7 separate regions of the Mus musculus genome follow, and regions 2, 3, 4, 5, 6 and 7 are each linked to region 1. A link is a contact called in public promoter capture Hi-C data. All regions are on one chromosome and are shown on one strand. Each heading gives the region's core, a stretch centred on a gene start, on an enhancer-like site or on the middle of the called end of the contact. The rest is flanking DNA. Distances are from core to core; before and after follow the strand shown. Region 1 holds the start of Riok2 (RIO kinase 2). Region 2 holds the start of Zfp942 (zinc finger protein 942). Region 3 holds the start of Sod2 (superoxide dismutase 2, mitochondrial). Region 4 holds the start of Zfp760 (zinc finger protein 760). Region 5 holds the start of Zfp948 (zinc finger protein 948). Region 6 holds the start of 9330136K24Rik (RIKEN cDNA 9330136K24 gene). Region 7 holds the start of Zfp53 (zinc finger protein 53).

The links. Promoter capture Hi-C pulls out the DNA fragments that hold promoters and counts their contacts.
Region 2: a promoter capture Hi-C map of liver shows a contact between it and region 1, with 4 times the contacts expected there. The contact joins the promoter of Zfp942 here to the promoter of Riok2 in region 1. A contact is called at or near these places in 4 of 39 promoter capture datasets (hippocampal neurons, liver and pre-B cells) and 1 of 484 Hi-C or Micro-C datasets (B cells).
Region 3: a contact with region 1 is called in a promoter capture Hi-C map of pre-B cells. The contact joins the promoter of Sod2 here to the promoter of Riok2 in region 1. A contact is called at or near these places in 2 of 39 promoter capture datasets (cranial neural crest and pre-B cells).
Region 4: a promoter capture Hi-C map of pre-B cells shows a contact between it and region 1. The contact joins the promoter of Zfp760 here to the promoter of Riok2 in region 1. A contact is called at or near these places in 4 of 39 promoter capture datasets (cranial neural crest, frontonasal cranial neural crest, maxillary cranial neural crest and 1 more).
Region 5: a contact with region 1 is called in a promoter capture Hi-C map of liver, with 3 times the contacts expected there. The contact joins the promoter of Zfp948 here to the promoter of Riok2 in region 1. A contact is called at or near these places in 2 of 39 promoter capture datasets (cranial neural crest and liver) and 1 of 484 Hi-C or Micro-C datasets (muscle stem cells).
Region 6: a contact with region 1 is called in a promoter capture Hi-C map of pre-B cells. The contact joins the promoter of 9330136K24Rik here to the promoter of Riok2 in region 1. A contact is called at or near these places in 3 of 39 promoter capture datasets (cranial neural crest, maxillary cranial neural crest and pre-B cells).
Region 7: a contact with region 1 is called in a promoter capture Hi-C map of pre-B cells. The contact joins the promoter of Zfp53 here to the promoter of Riok2 in region 1. A contact is called at or near these places in 3 of 39 promoter capture datasets (liver and pre-B cells).

The regions. Positions count from the first base shown.
Region 1 is chr17:17,372,364-17,376,034 of GRCm38.p6, reverse strand. Riok2 (RIO kinase 2) reads right to left here and starts at 1,703. Exons shown (of 10, transcript NM_025934.2): 1 at 1,365-1,703. The coding sequence starts at 1,430. It overlaps Gm36768 (predicted gene, 36768), which reads left to right and starts at 1,819. Exons shown (of 4, transcript NR_168690.1): 1 at 1,819-2,021; 2 at 2,801-2,861.
Region 2 is chr17:21,960,484-21,964,154 of GRCm38.p6, reverse strand. Zfp942 (zinc finger protein 942) reads left to right here and starts at 1,691. Exons shown (of 6, transcript NM_001199048.1): 1 at 1,691-1,899. Zfp943 (zinc finger prtoein 943) reads right to left here and starts at 1,596. Exons shown (of 4, transcript NM_001025373.2): 1 at 1,336-1,596. It also overlaps the pseudogene Gm7805.
Region 3 is chr17:13,006,049-13,009,719 of GRCm38.p6, reverse strand. Sod2 (superoxide dismutase 2, mitochondrial) reads right to left here and starts at 1,881. Exons shown (of 5, transcript NM_013671.3): 1 at 1,652-1,881; 2 at 1,334-1,536. The coding sequence starts at 1,674.
Region 4 is chr17:21,705,808-21,709,478 of GRCm38.p6, reverse strand. It overlaps Zfp760 (zinc finger protein 760), which reads right to left and starts at 1,738. Exons shown (of 6, transcript NM_001008501.2): 1 at 1,586-1,738; 2 at 757-868; 3 at 183-274.
Region 5 is chr17:21,564,994-21,568,664 of GRCm38.p6, reverse strand. Zfp948 (zinc finger protein 948) reads right to left here and starts at 1,687. Exons shown (of 6, transcript NM_001002008.2): 1 at 1,420-1,687.
Region 6 is chr17:21,534,253-21,537,923 of GRCm38.p6, reverse strand. It overlaps 9330136K24Rik (RIKEN cDNA 9330136K24 gene), which reads left to right and starts at 2,046. Exons shown (of 3, transcript NR_131123.1): 1 at 2,046-2,101; 2 at 3,453-3,496. Zfp52 (zinc finger protein 52) reads right to left here and starts at 2,385. Exons shown (of 5, transcript NM_144515.2): 1 at 2,091-2,385.
Region 7 is chr17:21,487,283-21,490,953 of GRCm38.p6, reverse strand. Zfp53 (zinc finger protein 53) reads right to left here and starts at 1,966. Exons shown (of 5, transcript NM_013843.3): 1 at 1,689-1,966.

The sequences.
Region 1 (3,671 bases), core at 454-2,953:
GACACTGAGAAATGAATGAATGTGCTGAGAAGGAAAGCCATTACTTAAAGAAAAAGCCAGGTTAATTAAGGAAGCTATAGGAAAAAGGAAGCACATGCCAAAGTTCATGTGGACCTTGCATTTGATGAATTTGTAAACGTTACCTACTTAACTTGGCTACAAAGGCTTAAAATAATACATGAACCAGGCAACTCACATTTCATATCCTATTATGCAACACAGCCCTTACCAAAAGTCAGCAACTCCTAAACAAAGCCTGACTCATTCTAACCTTACATAACTGTCCTGATTTCTGTGCCACAACACTAAAACTACAGAATCAGATTTTGTCATCTTCCTAATTAAAACATTCACAGGTCAGGCAGTGGTGTCGCACGCCTTTAATCCCAGCACTTGGGAGGCAGAGGCAGGCAGATTTCTGAGTTTGAGGCCAGTCTGTCTACAGAGTGAGTTTCAGGATAGCCAGGGACACCCAGAGAAACCCTGTCTTGAAAAACCAAAATAAATAAATAAATAAATGAATTAAAAAATAAATAAAAATAAATCACGGGCTTACACACACATCGTTTACTAGGCCTGCAAGGGCTTATATGGTTTGGTTCTCATTTTCCATGTATGTCCCCAACCATTATATCGAACCTTTCTCTTCTATGAAGACTCTCCCTCCCATCTCTGAGTTTTTGCTCTAATTTGCCTCTAACTCTCTCCAAGGACACCTCTTCTACAACTCTCTCCAAGGACACTTTTTTCTCCGGCAGTTAAGATTCATTGGTTCGGGGGGTGGGGACAAACTTTGTAGTTCGATTAACAGTAAAGACAAGATTCTTGGATTCTGTCTCCATCACTGTAAAACTCAAAGACAGTATCCTTCCAACACGTGGCTACTTTCTATTTCTTTATCCTTTGTTACCTTCACGGTACTTACTATCTGACTACATTGTTAACATATTGATTTGCTGGTCGACTAAGAGGCATCTCCTTTCCTCCTTTGTTTTGCACTCTGCTGTTATATTTGATAGAGAAAGCTGACTTTTTTTTTTTAACATTAAGTGTCTGAGTCTATTAGAGGACTTAACTCCCACCCTCCCCTAGTTTGGAAGCCAAAGATCAATGAAATTTCCCGGGCCACAGAGACGTAAGCACATCTGCAGCAAAAGAAGCTGAAAGGAAGAACCATGTTTAGTAAAAGATAGTTCTTTTTTTCACAAAGCTTCATGAAAATCAGACCTTGGTGCCCTTTACCCAGATCCCAGCCTCGGCAAACAATCCACAAATCAGAGAGCCCTCACTCAGCTCCCAGCGACCTTAGAATAGCAGGAGGAGGACGTCACCGAATGGATAAGCAAGAAAGGTGTACTCCTTACCGCAGTCAGAACTCTGAAGTCATCGCGGCTCATGTACCTAAGCTTGGCTACATTCACCTTCCCCATGCTTGCCCAGTTCCACCACGGACGCTCTCTGGGAAGACGCAAAGTTGCTGGGTAATCTCGCAGGCTTTCGGCGGCGACCTGCCCGCGCACGCGCCCTGTATTTAAGGTGCTTATCGCTAGGTAAGAACACGTGCTCAAGAAGCAGTAGAAAAATGCTATTTTTTTCTCGTTTTTGTAGCTAAAAATCAGGCAGAAGTGATTTTTCAGCCCCTAAATAAATAATTTACGTTTGACTGATTTGGCAAGTTGCAAATGTTTTACATAGTATGCCACGTTACTTTTCAGAGCTGCTAGGACCTGATTGGAATTAAGGCCGGACTTCCGCATGCAACAGTGCTTACGTCACGAGAGGGGCGTGTTTTATTCGTTCCGAGCCACGCCCACTTTTAGTGCAGCAACTGTGCACTGTAAAGTCAGGGAGGGAAATGAGTAAGCGAGACCGGAGGCCAGCAAAACCACTGAAAGGGTGGCCACAGAGCCGCACGCGCTGTCTCTCGGCAGCCCCACCCCTGTCCGGCGGAGGAGGGCCGGGTTAGGAGCTGCCCCGCTGGCCTGGGACGCTGATCCCAGGACGGGTTAGGAGGAGCTTCTGTACGTACTATCCAGTGCTCGCTTCCAAAGAAAGCGCGCACCTCAATGTTTCTTGGGTCCAGGAGCATTTGGGAGGCTTAACAAGACAATGTACCCAAGACAAAGACTTTTATTACCGTACCTTCATCCCGACAGCAGCAGCATAGTAACAAGTGTGACTCATGTGATATTCAGTACCTGTGTTTCTCATTTCACGAATTATCTATATTTCAGTCCTTTAAGCTGCAGATCTTCTCTGGTCAGCTCTTAGGTTAAGCTTGGGCGCTATAAGTGTCCAGTGTTATGATCTGCTTTATACTTGAGAGATTGCCAACGACTGGTGTGTAACTTTTTTTTTTTTTTTTTTGAGGTATGTGCAAACTTTAAGGACTCAGATTAAGATACCTTCGTGTTCCTTCCATACTCCACTCCTTCCAGTTTCCAAGAAACAATGTATTCATTTCCTCCTTTTGGAGAGTGGTGCTGAGTATCTTCCTGGAGTAAGCTCTTTCATAAAGCATAGGGGCAGACAGCAGGCTGTAGTGTCCGTATCGGTCCAGCTAAAGTAGTTGGTAATCTAAAATCATCAAATCGAAACAAAAGATCAATCCTTTTTCATCTCTATGTTCCTGTCTTTGGGGTCTTGTATGCTTGAATACAGGATTCTAGGCATATCTAATTAGGACTTAACTAATTAAGACCGTTGTACACAATGGAATTTTTCTTTCTACATTAACATTAGAACATGTGAAAACAAAAAGTTTGAAGCTTTGATTATCTGTCTTTCTGTCTCCTTTCAGCATTGCTCCACAGAGCCACCACTAATTGAGTGGGTTTGGATCCAAGTTCTGGAATATTGGGGTAATCACAGTCCAGATTTCTCATCTTTTCAATATTGTGGGTTTTTTGTTTGTTTGTTTGTTTTTTTAGTAATCAAGTCATTTATGAGTAAAGGATTTAAATTCAATCTTCCTTTCTCACCATACTTAGTGTGACTTAAGCCAGTGGTTCCCAACCATCCTAGTACAGCGGTCCTTTAATACAGTTTATTTTGTGGTGATTGCCAACAATAGAATTGTTTTTTATTGCTACTTCATAACTGTAATTTGCTACTGTTACAATTCTTAATGTAATGCAAATACTTTTTTGGAGACGGGGTTCCCAAAGGGGTCTGGACCCACAGCTGACTTAGCCTATTCTTCATCCATTCACCATTTATCAAATATAGATACCACTTTTTTTTTTCTAGGCTCTGGGGAAACTTAATCCCAAGTCCTAAAACTTGAACTTATGGGAAGGAGATGTGTAAAAAACCACTGGATGTAACAGAAAAGCCAAGGACTAAGAATGTTGAATTTCCCTTTCCCAGACTTCTCCACTGTAGTCAAACTCATACAGACACATGTTGCTTCTCATAAAGGACCCTGAGTGCCTAAAGTTCTCATTTTTTTTTTAAAGTCTGGAATTCAATGTATTTAACAATCTATGTCATCTCTTTGAGTCAGTTTGTAGTCATGTCTGTTTGTTCTTATTGCAACTCCCTTAGACAGTTACCTATGAAAAACCTTTTAGCTGGGTTGTGGTGGCATGTGCCTTTAATCCCAGAACTTGAGAGGCAAAGACAGGCAAATCTCTCTCCACTCCCCTCCCCTCCCCTCCCCTCCCCTCCCC
Region 2 (3,671 bases), core at 442-2,941, 4.6 Mb before region 1:
TTTCCAGAGTGGTACAGTACCACTGAAGGCTGCAGTGCTATAGAAACTGTTATAAATAAGACAGGACCAAAAGGACTGTCACCAGTAAGTCTGATTTGTATCTATTACCATTTTAGTAACAGGCCTGAGACGACAGGTGTTTACTCAGTAACACAGCCCCAAATTGTCCAGTAAAGATTGTACAAATAAAGCTTTTGCTGTGTTGAAAGTAAATAAATAAATACATAAATACATTCATGAATGATGCCTCCAAAAAGGAAACTGTGAAGGAAAGAGTAAATATCAGAAATAAAAATGTCCCTTTTAATCTAAAGATTTCATTTAACTATGTGAGATGTGAGTCTCATTCACACATAGCTCAGACACAAAGAGAGTCATTCTCCCAGGAATCCTGAAAAGAAAGCTGGAGAGACTGCAAGAAAACTATTGTCTCCCATAGAAACCAGACTGCTACACTTGTCCAAAGGGAGATCTCTGCAAAAATCCCTGTCAGCAGAGTCTAAGCATTCCCACTCCTACAGGATGTCCACAACCACAGGACTTGATGATAACAAACCCTACAATAAAAAAAAAAAAAAAAAAAAAAAAAAAAAAAAAAGCTTGGCCACATATGTAGGTGCAGAGCGCTTTTCTTCAACCACAGAGATCTTTTTTCTGATACAGGAGAGTGATCGTAGTTGTACAAAAGATGCTTTCTAAAACTTTAATCTATACTGGGTTTTCTAATCATAACAATAGAGTGGTCTGATACACTCACATAGCAATAGTGAGCTTGCCTGGCCCTAAGGTGTACCATAAGAACTCAGCATATGAAGACGCACTTCTGAATGCTTTATTTACATCCGAAACTGCATACAACACTAAAGTCTACTTAGTAAATATTAATGTTTACAATCACAACCATAGCATAACATAAAGTATATTTTCTCGTTCAAAAAAAAAAAGAATCTGTACTGGTTCTTCATATGGTTAGTATAAATACAAAGTTCTATTTAGCGAAGTAAAAGGTATTCTCTTGAATAAGCAATTAGTAAAACACGGGTGTTAGAAACATGAATACATTTACGTCCCGTATGCTTTGTGATTGACACAATAGCAAACAGCAGATAATGCAACTGCTCTATCATTTTTAATGAGTTATTTTACAACTGAATATTCTGATAACTGGAGGATAAATGAAAAAAAAAATCATGATAGACCCCCAGTTCACAGGATCTCAATTTCCCGACAACGGTAAGATAACAGAACTGTGAGAGCGGCATCCATAAAAGCAGCTGCGTAAAACACCCCGCTGCTCCGCTCCCTCCCGTTTCCCAGCCCCGCAGCGCCTCTGACCTGGGACCTTCCGGGGCCACCGGGCTGCGGTGCCCGCCGCTGCGCTGCTGACTCTCCCAGGTCCGCAGCCAGGAAACTGCGTCTGAGGAGCTTTCCGGTTTCCGGAGGAAACTGGGGCCGAAAAACCAGCGCTCAGTTCGAGTACACATGGATTACACAGGTAGCAAGGGGAATGGTGGCTTTTCACGTCATTCTGGCCTGGACATTTGGAGCTGGCGACCTAGAAGAGAACGCAGCTGGACGGACTCTACCAACGTAATTAAGGAAGTGAAAGCGGCGGGCCTGAAGGCGTTAGCGCTGTCACGTGACCGGAACCGTGGTGTCCTGGGCGGGGCTAGGGGAGCCGCTCCAAAGATCGTGGCCAGAGACTGGGAACCGCGTCCCCTTAGGTACCTGTTGGAGCCAAGTTGTCTCTACTCCCACTGCGGGCGACTTACCCTGGCCTGGTTCTTTTCGAAGGCCGTAAACTCTCCTCAGATGCGGTTTCCTGTGCTGACCTGGGAGAGTCAGCCATCAGCCGCGCAGCCGCGGGCACCGCAGCCCGGCGGCCCTGGAACCTTGCAGGTCAGAGGAGCTGCGGGGCTGGGAAATGGGCTGGAGCGGAGCAGGGGCTTGTTTTCTGCAGTTGCTCTTAAGGACGCCGCGCTCACAATTCTGCTGTGGATTTTTATCATTGTCAGGAGGTTTGAGATCCTATGAACTGGGTGTATCGTGGTTTGTTTGTTTGTTTGTTTGTTTGTTTCATTTATCTTATGGTTACCAGAATGGTTTCCGAAAATAGTGTCGTAGAACATTTGCAGTACTGTAGTTTGCACACGGGGTTCTCTTTGTTACAGCAGTTACAAAGCTTCTCGAACTTAGATTTCTTAACTCCCTTGACCCATCATTTGCCTACTCAGGAGAGAGTGGCCTCTGGCCTGGGAAATAGGCATTCCCAGAGAGCTTTGTAGATATTAGTCTTATGAGGAACCAGTACACATTTGAGTGAATCAGAAAATATACATTACGAAGCACCAAAATTATGACTGTAAACATTAAGTTTTACTGACCAAAGTTTTGCTCCCCGTTAGAGTTCCATCTTAGATGCATGCTCTCTTTGATGTAAATACAGCATTCAGACATGTGTCTTCATATGCTTAGTTATTAACATCACACCTTACGGCTGAATGAAAATGAGATGATGACTGTCCAAAGGTGTGGCTGAGGAGAAGGTTAATTGTAGGTCATGATAATGCTCAGATTAGCTGGAGAAAACAAACAAACAAACAATTCCACCATTTGAGTAAGGGTTGTTAAATACTAACCAAGAGATGGACTTTGGTCACATGCTCCAGAGCTTTATAAAGACAAACCTATAGGCCACCATACTTTCCCATGCATGAGGTTTTGCAATTTTCTCAAGAACTAAAACTCCCAGCATTCCAAGAAGGTACCTGGTTCTTGCGAAGGTGGTGCTTACACGGTATTTTTGGGTTTTACAGTATGAACCAGAAAACAACCAGAGGCCACTTGAAGAGTCCAGACTGAACTAGGTATGGGGGTCAGGGAGGGACCAAGAGAAAAACCAGGAGCCAGGAAAGCTTCTAGCCAAAAATGTCGACTTTGATGTGTTAATAGGCACTTAAGTTAGCCATTCCTCTTGTGATATAGTCCAGCCCAGTATGCATGCTGTGAGAGGAAGATGTTTTTATAGATAGAAAAGTCAGTATAGAGTTTTTAAAAATAGGAAAGCATCTTTTGAATAACTGTGATTGCTCACTTACATCAGAAAAATGTCTCCTTAGTTCAAGAAAAGCACTGTGTCCACGCACATGTGACCAAACTATTTTTTTTTGTTTTGTTTTATTTTGTTTTTATTTTTGTTTCATAGTTTGTTGTTAGTAGTTTCTCAGACTTTGGACTTCTTGTAGTTGTGAGAACACCTAGACCCTAGAGTCAGGGCTTTTTTTCACAGACCTGTTAGAGAAGTGCAGCAGCCTTGATTCTGTGGGTCAGAATAGTTTTCTTGTAGTCTTCCTTGCCCCTACTAAGAGGTCCTGGGAAAACAACTCTGCATTTGTGTGAACTGTGTATGAATGAGTCTCACATCTCATAGAGTAAAATGAAATCCTCACAGAAAACGAGACTTTGGCATGATATTTTCTCTTTCTTCCTCCATGTCTCCTTTGGACAAGTGTAACCATTTTTCATTTTTGTTTTATGAAAAGTTTCAGGTGCATTCTGAAGAATTTCTTTCCTATATACAGGCCTCCCACTGCTCAGCTAGATCTGCTCACAGCTGAGTAATAATCTACTGTGCAAATGTACTACATGTTCTTTATTTATTCTTCTGTTGA
Region 3 (3,671 bases), core at 632-3,131, 4.4 Mb after region 1:
AGTGGTTAAGAGAACTGACTGCTCTTCTGGAGGTCCTGAGTTCAAATCCCAGCAACCACATGGTGGTTCACAACTATCTATCTGTAAAGAGATCTGATGTCCTCTTCTGGTGTATCTGAAGACAGCTACAGTGTACTTACGCCCTCTGTCTGAAGACAGTTACAGTATATGTAATAATAATAAATAATAATAAAAATATAATAATAAATAAATCTTCCAAAAAAATTCCCAGAAATTGTGGTTGACTCAACAGGTAAAACACAAAAAGGCTCTTGCCAGGAAAACCTGACACCCTGACTTGAATTGACAATCTGAGCTTAGTTTCTGGATACCACAGTGGAAGGAGAGAACCAATGCCCTAGGTTATCCTCTAACCTCCACTGGCTCCGTGTGTCAGCACGAATCCATTCACACACACACACACACACACACACACACACACACACACAGAGGTTTTTTAATACTATAGCATTCCCATATACATCATCTAGGGGTGCAAACACAGAACTCTGCACTATGGATTTTGTTGGCTGAGCGCTTAAAAATATAGGTAAATAAATAAGCTTGCCTACTGTTCCATTCAGTGACAGATACTCAGTTTCTCACAAAATAGCTATTTTTCTTGTGAACTTTGACCCCAAAAGTACCAAGTCTAGCCTGTTCTGCAGCTAAGTGCTCGTTCCTGTCTTTTCCTCCCCCCCCCCCCAAGGGTAAAGAGTGTGAAACAGGATGTCCAGAGATATCCAAGGGGTCAGGGAGTCCCAGCCCTAGACTGAACTAATCCTATTGTTGTCCACAACGGTGACAATAATCACAACTCGGACTGCAGTCTTCTGATGCCACTTCAGACCCTCTCCTGCACCTGCTGCCAGGCCACCAATATCGCTTGCTCTCAGCAAAACCCCAGCCACTTCTAGCCCCAACCACCCTCTCACCCAAGGGCACCTGGCTGACCCAGCTCGGGCACTCTCAACCCTCCTGCAAATGGCTGCCAAGGCTACCTGAAAAATAAGCAAAACAAACTCTCCTGAAGCCACGTTATATAACAACCGCATATTTTAAATATTCATATGCAAAACAAAAACTAAATATTCATTACGCAAAAAGGAGCAGCGTCCGAGAGCTGTCTTTAAAGGACCACCACCAATGCTAGCTAGCAACACGGGTGACAAAAAAGGACACAACAGTAAGGTCCGTCAAGTACTTTCGTGAGGTCCTGTGTTTTCCGGGATAGGAAAGGACGTTTATGCGAACCAACGGAGGTATTCCCCGGCATCGAAACAGACCTCCGTCCGGCCACCGGGATCCTCGTGTGCAGGGGCCCCGCACCTACCCTTGGCCAGAGCCTCGTGGTACTTCTCCTCGGTGGCGTTGAGATTGTTCACGTAGGCCGCGTGGTGCTTGCTGTGGTGCAGCTGCATGATCTGCGCGTTAATGTGTGGCTCCAGCGCGCCATAGTCGTAAGGCAGGTCTGGGAGGCTGTGCTTGTGCCGGGAGCCCGCGGCACCGGCCACAGGGCCCAGCCTCCTGCCCGTGCTGAGAGGAACAGAGAGGACGGCGGGTCACGCCACTGACACGGCGAGCCAGCCACGCCCGCCGCCCCGAGACCCACCCGTAGGGGACGCCGAGGCCCCGGGGCCCTGCCGCTCACCTGCACGCCGCCCGACACAACATTATTGAGGTTTACACGACCGCTGCTCTCCTCAGAACACGGCCGTTCGCTCGCAGGCGCGCGTCTGCTAGGCAGCGTCCGCCCGGCGTCCGCAAGGACACAGCGAAGCGGTGACCCTGCCCGCAGCGCCCATCAGCGGAGGGGAGGACGGCGACACGGACGGCCCGGCGCATAACGGAGCGGCATCCTGGGAAGGCAACGTCTCCCCTGTGCCAAATTGGTAGAGGCCGCGTGCTTGCTACAGCCACGCCCCCACCATCGGCCTTGGCCCCGCCCCGCCTCGGGGAACCCCGTCCGCCCCGCGGTGTGGCTCCGCCCCTCCTCGGGCCGCCCTGTCCAGCTCTGGCTGTGAGCTGCAAAGCTTCCACTCTATTTCTACTCCTGCTTCTGGGAAACCCTGGAGACTTTCCTCCGGAAAGCCAAGGCTCTGCTGCTGGTCAGAATTATGGAGTAATCAGGGCCCCTCTGACCCAGTTAATTTATGCCCGGAGTGACCTTCCCTGGGGCCTAACCTGACATTAAATCACGTCGCAGGTTTGCGTGTGTTCATCTTTGTTGCCCCTGAGACTGGGGTTGCGGACTCCGGGTGCAGCTTGCCAGTTAACTAGTAAGAGTCCGGATTAGAAGGCGAGGTTCATCTTTCTTGATTAAACTCTGCAACATTCAGTGACTTCAAAAACCAACCCACTCGACCAAATGTAAAAGGACATTGTTTCCCTTTGTGGACTTATTAGTCTAAGAAGCAGTGGCTATCAAATGTTTCCATAACAATTATACAGCTTTCCTCTTCTACTTAATGGGTTTATGTCTTCCCTGATTAGAAAACACTAAGAAAGCAGAAGGCAGTTGGCTGAGTAGTTCCCGGTGGTTTTTTCCCACCCCCTTTGCAGGCCTCCTAAGGATGACAGGGCTTAGGGTAAGGGGAATTGCAAGAGGATGCTTTCCGGTAGGGAGAAACCTGTCCACAGGCGTCAGACCGGAGCTGTATGGATGACCTGTGTCTTAGTTAGGGTTTTACTGCTGTGAACAGACACCATGACCAAGGCAAGTCTTATAAAAAACAACAGTTACTTGTGGCTGGCTTACAGGTTCAGAGGTTCAGTCCATTATCATTAAGGTGGGAGCATGGCAGTATCCAGGCAGGCATGGCACAGGCAGAGCTGAGAGTTCTATGTCCTCATCCAAAGGCAGCTAGTGGAAGACTAACTTCCAGGCAACTAGGGTGAGGATCTTATGCCCACACCCACAGTGACACACCCATTCCAACCAGGTCACACCTATTCCAACAAGGCCACACCTCCAGATGGTGCCATTCCCTGGCCCAAGAATATACAAACCATCATGCTCCACTCCCTGGCCCCCCATAGACTTGTTCAAAAACATGAGTCTATGGGGGGCCATACTTAAACATAGCATAATGCAAAATGCTATGGTGGTGTGGTGGCACATGCCTTTGATCCCAGCACTCCGGAGACAGAGGCAGGCGGATTTCTGAGTTCAAGGCTAGCCTGGTCTACAAAGTGATTTCCAAGACAGCCAGGGCTATACAGAGAAACCCTGCCTCAAAAAAAAAAAACAAAAACAAAAACAAAAAAAAATGCATTTAGTCAAACTTTTCAAGTCCTCATAGTCTATAGCAGTCTCAACAATATTAAAAATCCAAAGTTCAAGGTCTCTTCTGAGATTCATCCAATCACTTAACTGTAATCCCCAAAGAAAGACAGGAAACCAGCTGGGTAAACTCCAAACTCTGCGTCTCCATGGCTGATGTCAAAGCGGTCTTCAGATCTCCACTCCTTTTTCATCTTTGTTGACTGCAACAACTGCTTTCTCCTGGGCTGGTTCCACTCCCTGTTAGCAGCTTTCCTTAGCACGTATCCCATGGCTCTGGCATCTTTAATAGCTTTGAGTCTCCAAGGCAATTTCAATGTTACAGCTTCTTGTTTCAGTGTCTGGGATTCCACTTGATCTTTTGGGCTCCTAAGGGCTGGCATCACTT
Region 4 (3,671 bases), core at 489-2,988, 4.3 Mb before region 1:
CCTAGTATTTATTCTTACATAGAGAATCTTCTAAAGTTTACAAAGGATAATCCTGAGGACATTATTCTCAGTGGAAGTCTCCAGAATAATCTCTACAACAGAATGTGGCAAAACTGACTTCATGTCCCATTTCCACTGTCACTTAAACTCCTTCCCACCCCTTTGTCAATCCTCCAACATACCTGGATCCTTTGCTACTGATGCCTCTCTCTCCACCTTCCAGGGCACTTTGTCCTGCTCGACGATAAGCAGGTGTAGCTGAAAAGTGCAAGCCCTGCATATGAGAGATTCTTCAGTAAGTACCAGGATTTCTAACACAGTACTATGCTCAGCAGAAATACAGAAAAGGGAACAGAGGGTTCTACAAATGATCCCCCAACTGTTACATAGGGTCAGCATGCTGAAAATATTCAGGGAGCATTTTGAGTTTCCATAACTTGAATCCTACTTCTAATCATAGCTCAATCAAAACTCAAGGGAAAAAAATGAATCTGTATTACTGGAGTGATATTATAAACTACTGAGTATCTAGTTTCATCATGGAACAAAAACGAAAGAAGCCTTACACATCCCAAAATAACAAACATGAAGAACAGATGAAATTTCATGAAAACTTTGTCTTTTTCTCTGAGGCTTTCACTTTCTTCTGTGAGATGTGAGGCTCATCTCATTCACACACAGCTCACACACATGCAGAGTAATTTCCCCAGGAACCCCGAGGAGCAAGGAAAAGTGCAAGAGACTATTGTTACTCACAGAAACAGGACTGCTGCAATTCTGCAATATTCAATCTCAGTACAAAACCCTATGAGTGAGGTCCAGGCATTTCCTCTTCTTCCTGAGAGAAGTTCACCGCATGTCAACAACCCTGAAATTACAAAGCAACAGTTTGCCCTTTGTCCATTGTCAGAGTGTTTCTTGCATCAGAAAAGATACTTTCTAACTTTGTCCCATTACATACTGTTTTCTAATGTAAACAGTGTGGCCTGTTATCCTCACTCTCAACATGCATACTGTACTTCTCTGGACTCCTGAGGTGTGCCTTAAAACCTCAGCATAAGAACACATATTTGTTATATTCACATCAGCGTGTATGCATCTCAAATGCAAAATGAGTGATGAGTAAAACCTTTATTTAAGAATTGTTAAAATTTACAAACATAACTGTGTAGCTTAGCAAAAAAAAAAAAAAAAAAAAATCCACAAACTGATCAAAATCTGCAGTTACTCCTTATGGGGCTGGTAGTTAACAAGCTCTCTGGGACCTTAAAGTCTCCATGTCAAATTCCTCTCTCTTGAATACGAAACGGGTAGACCAAGGGCGTTAGAAAATGCCAACAGTTTTAGTTTTTGCATAACAGCAAAAAGAATAGTGTTTTCAATGGTCAAAACATAAACTCAATTAGTCTAAGGGATACAGTCTTGAGAATATTCTGGAAACCACGGATAAATGGTAAAATCAGCATGTGTCCCATTTCATATGTTCTCAAACTTATCTTCAAGGGTATTACCCTTCACCAGAATTGTGAAAACGGTATCCTTATGAGCAGCAGAAAACTGAACATGCCCCTGGTCCAGTTCCTACCTGTTTACTACAGCTCTTCTGACCTGGGAGATGCTAGGATCGCCGGGCTGCGGTTCCCGCCACTGTGGTGCGGACCGGCGAGTCTCCCAGACCGTTCTACGAGGCTCCAGTGGCTGCAGGAAGTTTTCACATCTACTTGAAACTCTGGCCAGTGTCGGCCGTCCAGCCCTTAAACAAAGATTTCCTCTCAGAGAATGGAGGGTTTTCCGGCCCCTCCCTCCTGCGGCCACTGGAGCCGCCTTTGGGTCCGCCTATTATAGATAGGTTCCGGTTACGTAGGTTCTCTGACCCAGCCCACTGGTTCAAATCCCTTGTCCAATTGAGTTTTCCAGGCCTTCCATGCGGGCTTTAGTTTTCTCTTCGCTCTATTTTTCTAGACCAGTTTTCCCGCCCCGTGGAGACCGGTCCCTCCCACTCCGTCTCAGGCTGCCTTCCACACAGCTCCAGACGCCAGGCTGCTCTGCACATTCTCTGCGCAGCCTCACCATGAGCACTGCCATCCTTGACCAGAACTGGATCTAGTAGGACACTGCACCCCAGAACCTGCCCCACACTCTTGATTCGGAACCTTTCAGATGCAAGATAGTCTCGACTTGACTAGCAGCCTGTGGGCTACATACATCAAACAATAGCAGGTTAAATTCAGAGGCCAGAGTCCGATCCCCAACGGACACACACAAAATGGCAAGCCAAAACCTGAAACTCAAAACTCAGATCCAATTGGCACTGTCTCCCAAGTGCTGGGATTAAAGTTCTATACCACCATGTCCAGATATTTATGTTTATATTATTTATACTGGTGTGATTTGTAAGTATAGACCGGATAAATGCTCTGGCACATTATTTAGAAGGGTATTTTTTTCTTTAGTATGAATTTTCTGAAGTGTTGTTAGAGTTGAGCACCGAGTAAGATTTGTGACATTCTTTACAGATGTAAGGTCTCTTTAATCTGAACTCTCTGATGTCTTCTAAGACTTGTATGCTAGATAAAGGGTATATCACAATCATTGCTTTATTACGTTTTTTTCTCCAGTATGAATTTTCTGATGTGCTCGAAGAGTTGAACCCTTTGCAAAATATCTGTCACACACCTTACATCTGTGAGGTCTCTCTCCAGTATGAACTCTCTGATGTCGTCTAAGATGTGAGTCCTGGATAAAGGATTTGTCACATACCTCACATTTGTAAGGCTTCTCACCAGTAGGGATTCTGGAAAGTGTTTTAAGATGTGATAACTCAAGAAAGTACTTACCACATTCTTTGTGTTTGCATAATTTCTCTAGAGAATGAGTTTCCTGATGCCTTCTATATGAGGCATAGTGAATAAAGGATTTGTCACACTCTTTACAGTTATAAGGCTTCTCTCCTGTATGCAATTTCTGATGGCTTTTAAGTGCTGACAACTGAGGAAATGACTTTCCACATGCATTGCATTTGTAAAGCTTCTCCCCAGTATGACTTCTTTGATGTGTTTTAAGGCTTGAGCACTGGTTAAAGGATTTGTCACATACATCACATTTATAAGGCTTTTCACCAGTATGGATTCTGTAATGCCTTTTAAGATGAGATAATTCAATACAGGATTTACTACATTCTTTGCATTTGTATAATTTCTCTAGAGAATGAGTTTTCTAGTTCTACCAGAAGATCCAGCAATACCACTCCTGAGCATATACCCAGATGATGCTCCTACATGTAATAAGAACACATGTTCCACTATGTTCATAGCAGCCTTATTTATAGTAGGCTGAAGCTGTAAAGAACTCAGATGTCCTTCAAGAGAGGAATGGATACAGAAAATGTGGTACATTTACACAATGGAGTACTACACAGCTATAAAACAATGAATTTATTATATTCTTAAACAAATGGATGGATCTGGAGGATATCATCATGAGTGAGGTAACCCAATCACAAAAGAACACACATTATATGCATTCACTGCTAAATGGATATTAGCCCAAAATCTCAGAATCCTTCTTAGAAGGGGGAACAAAATACCCATGGAAGGAGTTAAAGAGACAAAATTCAGAGCAGAGACTAAAGGGACAACCATCCAGAGACTACCCCACTTGGAGATGCATCC
Region 5 (3,671 bases), core at 438-2,937, 4.2 Mb before region 1:
TCTCACCCATACAAACCAGACGGCTGTAATTCTGCAACATCCAGTCTCTGTACAAAGCCTCCCCAGCATGGTCCTGACATTGCCCCTCCTTCTTGAAGAAGTCCACAGTCACACCAGTGGCTGTGAACTGACCACAAAGTACAAAACAGCAGTAAAAATATTTGTCTTGGTTCACACCTTTAATCCTAGCACTCAGGAGACAGAGTTGGGTGGAACTCAGTGACTTCCACTCCAGCCTGGTCTACAAGGTGAGTTTAGTCCAGATGTAGCAACAGAATGGGCTCAGGGATCAAACACAGCAAACAAAAGAACTAAAAAATTACAGTTTGGTTGTATGTCCATAGAGTCCTTTACTAGAAAGGAGACAAAAGACTACTATTGACATTTTTCTAATATAGAAGAGTTAATTTTTCAAAAGACGCTTTATAGTTTTATAGTTTACAACAATACGTTTCATTCGTGTTTTCATTTTTCTTCTCCCGTTTCCAATAGACGGGATTTCTCCATAGCCCTGACTGTCCTTAAACCATGTCTGTATACCAGGATGACAAGGATCTTCTAGACCTACCTGCCTGTTTCCCAAGATAGGGATTAAAGATTTGTGCTTATAATGTCCTTTCTAACTGTGAACTGTAACAGATGTGCAGCTTAGTTGTCATGTGGGCCCTGTAACAACTGGAGCAGAGCCTGTCTCTGACTCTGTTGTCTGCCTTTGGATTCCTTTTCCAACTGGGCAGTCTTGTCTAGCCTCAATGGTAGATAAGCCTAGTCCTACTGCAACTAGACTGGCTGAGCCACTGGACTCCTCCCCTTCTCTGAGGAGAAATGGAGGAGGAAATTGGTGGAGGAGAAGCAGGAGGAATGGACTGGGAGGAGAGGAAGTGGGGGGAGGGGTGGTGTTTGCGATAGAAGTGTAAAGTAAATAAATTAATAATGAGAAATAAAAGTTTACTTATAAATGTTAATGTTCACAACCATACCTATGTAATTTGCAAAAATAAAATATTCTTTCAGATTATTTGCAACCACTCCTTTATATATAGTATCTAAAAGATATCCGGGGATGCCAAGTCACTGTAAGTCTCCTGGTAAAACAGGCCAGTTAGAGTGAATGAATGTAAATTTCAAGAGCTTTTTCCTTTTAACCTGAACAAACAGAATTGGTTTTCAAAAATCAATACATAAATTCAAATATTCTACTACAGTATTCTAATAGGAACATTTGGCATTCAGAAGTCAATTTAAAAAAAAAAAAAAAAAAAAACAGGATTAGTCCGATTTATGTGAGCTAAAAGTTCTCGACAAGGGAAGAAAGACATCTACAGCAGAATTCCCGAGCCAGGTTCCTTAGAAGCAGAAGACAAACCGATCACACCCTGTTCCCTTCCCGCCCTTTTCCAACCCCACAGCTCCTCTGACCTGGGCGGTTCCAGGGCCGCCTGGCTCCGGTTCTCGCCGCTTTGCGACTGATTGCTGATTCCTCCAGGATGCCCCGCAAGGCACCCGCGGCTGCCTGGAGTTTTAGCTTCCCACGAAGTCCTCTGTGTCCTCTGACCCCAGGTCTGAACCACGCGATTCCCCACGGGGCAGGGCCGCGAGCTCTGGACCTGACAGGTCCTTGACACTTCTGGTTCTTCGTCCCACGTTTCCAGCCTCCCACACCCAGTTTCCAGCTTCCGTTCACGTCACTGCCCTAACTCCTCCCACTGGGAATACTCCTCCCACTCGGAACACTATGTTTTCCACCCCCACCTAATGTCTAACAACCTTCCACCATGTTTCTGGGTGAATATCCCTGCCCCGCGAACACGTCCCTCCCACTTTGTCTCAGGCTTCCTGCCATACAGCTCCAGCTGTCAGGCTGCTTCGGACCCGCTATGCACAGCCTCCCAGTGGCCACTGTCTGCCTAGACCAGAACTGGGCCTAATAGGACGCTGCACCCCGGTATCTGATCCCCATCCTGGGTACTGAATCCTTTAGATGCAAAATAGCCTAAAACTAGCCTCTAGGACACATACTTCATACCAAACAATAACAGGCTAACTTGAGAAGCCAGAGTCCCATTCCCAACACACAAACATAGGAAGCCAATACCAAATTCTGAAAATTTGACTATGGTACAGACATTCAAAGAACTTGGATTTTGAAAAAAAAAAAGAAAGGTGTCTAAAGAAGTCAGTAGTCATCGTTTTGTCATCAGCATAGGGCTGAAGTCATCCCGCACTGTACTGCTTTCACCACTAGATGTCATTTTACTAACTCAGAAAGGCATTTGTCTTCTGTGAGTCATTCACGAGGCTCTTTTCTCATGACAGATTTCTGGTGGATGCAGACTCTTGGCTAGCCCAGTCGCAAAAAAAAAAAAAAAAAAAAAAAAGTAAAGTACGTGGTTCTAGTCATAAAAAAGTCTGTTACTCTATAACAACTCCAGCTCTGGGAACACTGAGGAAGAAGAGTAGGTTAGGAAATAAGGGAAAGAGGGAAAAGGGCTAAGACACACCATCCTCTAGATCCCATACAACTATTGTAATCAGTAACCAACAGCAACTGTCCTTCCCTGCACTGGCCTCACACAAGACCACAGTCAGTCTAGGAAGTGGAACAGCTCTCTATATGTTGGCTATGGATAGAGTGTAGAAGAATCACTGCCTTTAGTTGTCATCCTATACTGAGCACATCAGACTCCAGCAAGGTCTCACAAATGACTCTGGTTCATCTCAGTGATCCCAGGCAAAAATGAATGGAGATGAACACAGTAGAGTGACTGTTGGAACTGTGGACCATAGTGAAGAGGTAGGAGGTGAGAGTGGCAGTATTTGAAGTGGGCACAGAAACACACAATGCTGTCATGTGTGTGTGTCTGTGTTTGTGATATATCTAATAATAGAAAAGGGGGGGGGGTATTTATTCATCCATTCATTATAGACAGAGTTTCTCTGTGTGTACCTGTGTTTAAAAGCTGGTGCTAAGCCGGGTGTGGTGGCGCACACCTTTGATCCTAGCACTCGGGAGGCAGAGGCAGGTGGATTTCTGAGTTAGAGGCCTGCCTGGTCTACAAAGTGAGTTCTAGGACAGCCAGGGCTAAACAGAGAAACCCTGTCTCAAAAAAACAAAAACAAAACAAAACAATACAAAACAAAACAAAACAAAAAAACGGTGCTAATGTGACCAGATCAATTGTTTAATTTTAACACCAGTGTGAGATTTCTTTTTGGTTGTATCACTATGTGGTGGGATTTTTGTTTTTTGAGACATGCTGGCCTGGAAGTCACTGAGATTAGCGTTCCCTGCCTCTGGAATGCTAGGATTGATTCAAGGCATACTCCACCATGGCAGGTTCAGTATCTCGTTTACTATCAGGTAATAGAGTTTAAGAGTCTTGATTGTTGTGTGTGTGTCAAGAAATATTAAGTGTTAAGCTGATTTGTTGTTAGTTCTTTGGAGTTCTGATAGACTCCTGTCATTCTACTCATGGAGTTCTTTTAAGGATGGCATCTTATAATTGCTTCAGTCCCATTGTTTCTCTTAGTTTTATTTATATTATTTATTTCACATTGTTTATATTTGGCATGTTATATACATCATTTCAATTAGAGTATTCTATTTAGTAAAATAGAAGTCTTTAATATCAGTAAACAGAAGATCTTATTAGCACATTTCTATCAAGTTA
Region 6 (3,671 bases), core at 797-3,296, 4.2 Mb before region 1:
GCACTGAGGAGATAGAGGTGGGTGGAAATCTGTGAATTCCAGTCCAGCCTGGTCTATATGATGACTTCTACATAGCAATTTGGTCATGTATCCATGGGCAGAATTTTTTTTTTTTGAACCAAGAAAAACAAGAGGATTGCAGAGATTTTTTTTTCTGATGTAGATGATCATAATTATTCACAAGATTGTTTCTAATATTATCCTATATTATAATACCTCTTAACTTTGTTTTTGTCTCTTTATCCCCCTTCCCCCCAAACAGAGTTTCTCTGTGTAGCCCTGGCTATCCTTAAACTCACTGTGTAGACCAGGCTGGCAAAGAATTCCAAGATCTACCTGCCTCTGCCTCAGGAGTGCTAGGATTAAAGGTATATGCCACCACAAACTGGTTTATAAAATGCCCTGTCTAGCTGTGAAAATACTGTGACCGGATTCCCTCAAAGAGAATACTCTGATTTCCAGACTCTAATTTACAACATTAAGAATTCAGCAGAGGGGTTGGAGAGATGGCTCAGCAGTTAAGAGCACTGACTGCTCTTCCAGAGGTCCTGAGTTCAATTTCCAGCAACCACATGGTGGCTCACAACCATCTGTAATGGGAATCCAATGGCCTCTTCTGGTGTGTCTGAAGCCTGCAACAGTGTACTCACATATATAGAATAAAAAAATATTAAAAAAAAAAAAAACTCAGCAAAAGTGTTGGGGTCCAAGAGTTGCCCAACAAACCACACAAACAAATCCTGATCTCTGTAAGCCATCTGATCCTTGATGGTTTTTTGAAGGCACAACCTAAGACTCATAAGTCAGGTAGTAGACTTCAGGGGCTGAGCAACTACACAAATATCTTTTCCTGTAAGCTTATAAAAGGAGGAAAAAAACCCAAAGAACAGAAAGCACAATGAGATCACATTCAGGTGCAGGAAGGGCTCTGCTCTGACTCAAGCCATTTTAGACTAACAGTTCATGTTGACCTTTAATTTGATAGGTCCTACGTAAGGCTTTGTGGAAATTCTTAAGATTAACAAACCTCAAACAGAACATAACAGGATACGTGATCAGCATGACCTTGCTCTGAGTCAAGTTATTTTTCTGTGTCAGTGACTGGCAGGCATGTTACAGCAACAATCTGAAATAGCTGGCATGCATGGAACAAAATGGCTACAGCTATTCTGAGATGGGGCAGACCTCAACAAGAAGACACATTTTTTTTTCTTTTTCTTAGCTGGCTTTCCTTCCTTGATTGTTTGCTTTCTTCCTTTCTTCTTTCCTTCCTTCATTATTTATTCTCTCCTCCTCTTTTTTTTTTTTTTTTTTGTAATTATTTTTATTGTTTTGTTTTTTGAGACAGTGTCTCACCATATAGCTCTGGCTGTCCTGGAACTCACTATATAGCCTTTGCTCCTGAGTGCTGAGATAAAACGTGAGTGTCACCAAGCCTGGCGCCACTCTTTTCACAATTTGCATCACAGATTGCATACGTTCCCGATGGAAAATTAATAGTAGATAGACAGTTTACTTTTAAAACTTAATTTTTACATCCATACCAGTAAAACTCACAACAAACAGTACAATCAAATTCATTTAAGTTTGCAGGAGTTCCTTTCGTGACTAAAAGCTCATGGGGAATCCACCACATGCCACTTTCTTAAATAGAGAAGTGGTAGAATACGGAAGTTAGTATGGATGATTGTAAATTTCAATAGCTTTGTCCTTTCCGTCATAGCAAAGAGAGCTGCGTTTTCAAATATTAACTGATAAATTCAAATATTCTACTAGATCAGCCAGAAGGTCAATAAAAAGAAATAGTATTATTCCAGTTAATATTACTGAAAATTTATCGACGAGGGTCTGACATCCACAGCACAATTTTGAGAGTCGTTATCCTTATGATCAGAGGGGAAATTGATCCCGCTCTGCTCCCCTCCCACTCCTGCCCATTCCCCAGCCCCGCCTCAGCTCCTCGGACCTGGAAGGTTCGAGCGCCTCCCTCCCTTGTCCCCACCCCCACTCCCACTTCCTCTCCCCCATCCCCCGCTGCTGCCTCTGCCAGCTGCTAAACTGCTGACTCTCCCAGGATGCTCAAAAGGTACCTGCGGTATAGGTAAGTTTTCCGGTTCTGCGAGCCCCGCCGTTTCCTCCATACTCAGGTCTCCACCACGCGATTCCACACTGTGCAGCCGCTCTACCCCTCAACCCCAACCCCAGCTCAGTCTTGTACCGGATTCTTGACACTCCAGACTTTGACTTTTTAGTCCCACTTCCCAAGCTAACACACCTTGCTTCCTAGCTTCCCTGGCCTCAGTCTTCTAATCCCACCCACACTACACCCTTCCTCTACACCCAGCCAATGTACCACATCTTCCATCCTCTATTTCTGGGCGAGTGGGCCCGCCCAGCGGAGACCGGCCCCTCCCACTCTGTCTCAGGCTTCTTTCTGCCACAGCTCTTCCCTTCAGGTTGCTCTGCACAGTCTCCCCACACTCTTGCAGCCAGTCTAGACCAGAACTATATCTGGTAGGACCCTGCACCCCGATATCTGATCCCCATAGTGAATTCTGAATCTTTCAGATGCAAAACAGACAACCTAAGATCCCCATCTCACTATCATCCTCTCCACCACATACTGCATACCAAACAACAGGCTAAATTCGGATGCCAGAGTCCCATCCCCAAAACACAAACATGAGAAACCAAAACCAAATACTTCAATTTTGATTTGGAGAGAGACTTTTCAGGAACGTGGATTTGGGGGAGGGGGGAGGTTGTCTCAAGAACTCAGTGGTCAGTGTTGGGGTCCAGCAGTAGCCCTACATGCCACACAAACCCTGATCTCAGTCAGACAAGGACAGATAATTGGATGCATACCCTAAGACTGATCAGAATTTGGGGGCTGAGCTACAACCACAAACACTTCTCAGGACTGGTTTAAGAATGAAAAAAATCACAATGCGCTCATATGCAGGTGCAGGAAGTGCTGACCTGTGGTTTTCTCTGACCCAAGCTATTTTTGCTAGCCAGACAGAGCAGTTCTATCTGACCTTTATTCTGATTGGTCCTAAGTGGAGCATATAATTTTCAAAGTTCTTAAGATTAACCAACTTCAGAACACACAGAAGATAACAGGGTATGTGGAACACGACCCTGCTCTGAGTCAAATTATTTTTCTGTGTCAATGACTAACTGGCATATTACAGAAACAATGTGAAATAGCTGGCAGGCATGGAACAAAATGGCTACAGCTATGTTACAGGGACAGACCTCAACAGTCAGGACTGAATTCATACTTCATTGAACTTCTTTCACCACTAGATGGCGGACATGTCATTTTAGTAAAGCAGAAACAAGTTTGTCTTCATGATTCCAAAAGTGCTTTGAGATAAAACCTAGAACTAACTCTCTCTCTCTCTCTCTCTCTCTCTCTCTCTCTCTCTCTCTCTCTCTCTCTAGTACAGTGGTGTACGCAGAGAATCTTGCACGTCCCAGATGCAGAAAATAAGTAAGGTTTGTGGTCCCAACCCTAGAAAAGTCAGTTTTACAATCCAATGTCTAGCTCTGAGAAGCATGGAGGAAGAAGAGATGGTTAGGAAATAAGAAGGGAGAGAGGGGGAAAGGCTAAGAATTCCAAGTCTAGAGTTCTCTAGACTCCATACAACTACTGCAATCAGTAACCA
Region 7 (3,671 bases), core at 717-3,216, 4.1 Mb before region 1:
TAAAAATTATGGAAGCCTTATACTCACAAAGGAACACCCCAAAGAAGAGAAAGCATTTCCTGAAATCGGTCTTTGTTCCTGTGAGGATTTCACCTTACTCAGTAGAATGTGAGACTCATCCACAGAAATCTCACATACTTGCAGTCTAATTTGCCAAGAACCCAAAGGAGGAGCAAGGGAGACAGCAAGAAAACTATTTTCACCCACAGAAATCAGAGTTCCAATTCTGCAACATGCAGTCTGTACAGAGCCCTCTGAGCAGAGACCAGGCATTGCCCCTCCTCCTGGGAGAAGTCCAGAGTCACACCACTGATTGTCAACAGACCACAAAATAAAAGATAACAGTTTGAACATTCCTGCTGGTGCACAACTTTAATGTGAGCACTGAGGAAATAGAGGTGGGTAGAAATCTATGAATTCCAGTCCAGCCTGGTCTACAATGGTGACTTTTCCATAACAGTTTAGTCATGTGTCCATGGGCAGAATGCTTTTCTTGAACCATTAACAAAACAAGATTGCAGATATTTTCTGATGTAGATGAGTTATAATTATTCACAAGATTATTTCTAATATTGTCATATACTATAATTAATGCCTTTTAATTTTGTTTCATTCTCTCTGTCTCTTTCTTTTTGCTGCAAAACTGGGTTTCTCTGTGCAGCCTTGGGTTTCCTTAAACTCATTCTGTAGACCAGGCTGGCAAAGAACTCCACCTGCCTCTGCCTCTGGAGTGTTGGGAATATAGGTGTGTACCACCACCAAATGCTGTCTAACTGTGAAAACCCTGTAGCCTGATTCCCTCAAACAGCATACTGTGATTTTCCAGGCTCTAATTTGCAACATTAAGAACTCAGAAGAAGACAAAAAAAAATTTTTTTTGTCTGACTTGCCTGCCTTCCTTACTTTTTTTCTCTCCTTCCCTCCCTCTTATCCATCCTTCCTTCTTCCTTCCCCTTGTTTGTCTTGTTGTTGTATTTATATTTAAGTTTTTGGAGACAGGGTCTCACAATGTAGCTGTGGTAGTCCTGGAACTCACGATGTAGATCAGGTTGGCCTACAAACTCAGTGAGATCCATCTGTCTTTGTCTCCTGACTGCTGAGATAAAAGATGAGTGTCACCAAGCCTGGCGGCACCCTTTTCACAACGCTATATTTACATCACAGAGTGAATACACAGAGTTTTAGATGAAAAATTAATGGTGGATAAAACGTTGACTTTTAAAAGTTAATGTTTACATCCATACCTGTGGAACTCACAACAAATTGTACTCTTAATTAAATTTGCAGGTGTTCCTTTCATGACTAATATCTAGAAGCTTTCATGGAATCATAGTCCCTAGGTCCATATGCCACTCTCTTGAATAAGGAAGTGGTAGCACACGGAAGTTAGTATGGATAATCGAAAATCTCAAGAGCTTTGTCCTTTCCACCATAGCAAAGAGAACCGCGTTTGCAAATATCAACCGATAAATTTAAATGTTCTACTAGGTTATTCGTAGGAGAATATGTGGAGGGTAGAAGATCAATTAAAAATAGCACTATTCAGTCAATATTATTGAAAAATGTATCGACGAGGGTAAGACATCCAACAGCACAGTTTTGAGAGCTGTCATCTTTATGAGTTGCGGAGACATTGATCATGCTCTGCTCCACTCCCGCCCGTTCTGCAGCCCCGCAGCTCCTCTGACCTGGAAGGTTCCAGGGCCGCCAGGCTGCTGTTCCCGCCGCGGCGCTGCTGACTCTCCCAGGACGCCCCGCCTGGCACCTGTAGCTTTGGGGGTTCACGGGTCCCGCGAGACCCCGGCCGTGTGCTCTGCAGGCAAGTCTGCACCACGCGACTCCACACAGTGCAGACCCTAGGCCGGAAACGCGTTCTTAACACTTTAGGCTCTGACTATTTAGCCTCAATTCCTTAGGCTCACACACATTGCATCTCAGTATCCCTGCTGGTCACTCCTCTAAACTCGCCCACTCCACACCCTTCCTCTACACCCAGCCAATGTGTAACATCCTCCCATCCTCTGCTTCCGGGTGAGTGGCTCCGCCCCACGGAAATCAGTCCCTCCCACTCGGTCTCAGGCTTCCTCCCACAGATCCAGCTGTAAGGCTGACCTGGCCTTGATCTGCACGGTCTTCCCACCTGCTTGTTGCGAGCCTGGACCAGAACTGGATCTGATATGACGCAGCATCCCGGTATCTGACCCCCATAGTGAGTTCTGAACCCGTCAGATACAAAATAGGCATCCTAACACCCCCATTGGACTATGAGCCTCTGGGCCATATAATATATACCAAAGAGCAAAACAGGCTAAATTCAGATGCCAGAATGCCATCTATTAAAATGCAAACGTGAGAACTCAAAACCATATACTGCAATTTTGATTTGGGGAGAGACTTTTCAGGAACGTGGAACATAGTCTTCGTTTTAAAATAAAGAAAAATCCTACCTGATAAACAGCTTAAAGGAAGAAGCCATTGAAAAGTCCTACCCGCCTATGATGTCTATGAACCACATCAGTGGTCCCCAGTTACCTTTGCATAATTTTAGTTTAATATAAATTGCGGTGTTTTAAGATTTAAACTTCATTAAAAGCTTTTGCAAGTTTCTTAACTTTATGTTTCCATTACTTACACAGTTGTGATTTGTAAGTAGACCTCTGGGGAGTTAACATTTTCTTATACTATAATTGCATGGATTTTCAGAAAAACCAAGATGAAACAAATAATTGAGAAATCAGTAATCAGCTTTAGGGTGCAACTCAGAGTACATGTTTCTGTTTTTAAATATTTTTTCTCAGAAATTGATGAAGAAGAATTTAATGCACTCAGATTCACAATACTTGGGTAAACTAATGTACCATAATGAAGATTACTGTTTTGATGACCCAGACTTTGTAATATTAAAGGCTCCATTTAAAACATCAAAGGCCTTTTCTTTCTTTCCGGGGGGTGGGGGGAAAAAGAGAGAGAGAGAGAGAGAGAGAGAGAGAGATAGAATCACTAGATTCTTCAAAAGTTATTGATGTAAAGCAAATATTCTGCCAGATGTCAGAGTTTCTAGATGATTTGAGGCAGGTCTGCAGTGGACAGCTATTGCTTATTTCTTTCCTCCATTGTCTGAGTTCCACACACTGTTGTGTTTCTTAACTTTCCTTTTACAGTTATTCTCAAGTCAACTCTCTACAATGACTCCTGAGATCATTTACCAGAAGGGTATCAGTGTATCCTCCACTGAGAAGAAAATGAAGGATGTAATATGAATGAATACCTACATATAAGGAAGGCAATTACAGAACAATGCTACTTCATGGACTCACATTAGGTTTATATTTGTAAAAAAAAAAAATTCCAATCTGACATCAGCATAGTCAAGTAAATTTTGTTTTATACTAGTGTTAAGTCACTGTAATTCAGATACAATAAGGTGCAATGTCTTCTAACAGTTACAACAGGCAGGACACCTGTTGTGTCCTGCTCATTCACTTGCCCACCATGGTTGTGGCTATATCATCTCCATGTTTCTGGGCAATCTCATTTGCCTCAGACAGGTGACCAGATCTAACTTGAATGTAATAATCCATGTGTTCTCTGAGGTAGCCCATGACTAATGAAAGAATATTTAGAAAGAACACAAACGTCTATCACAGTACTGTACTCAGTATATGAAGAAA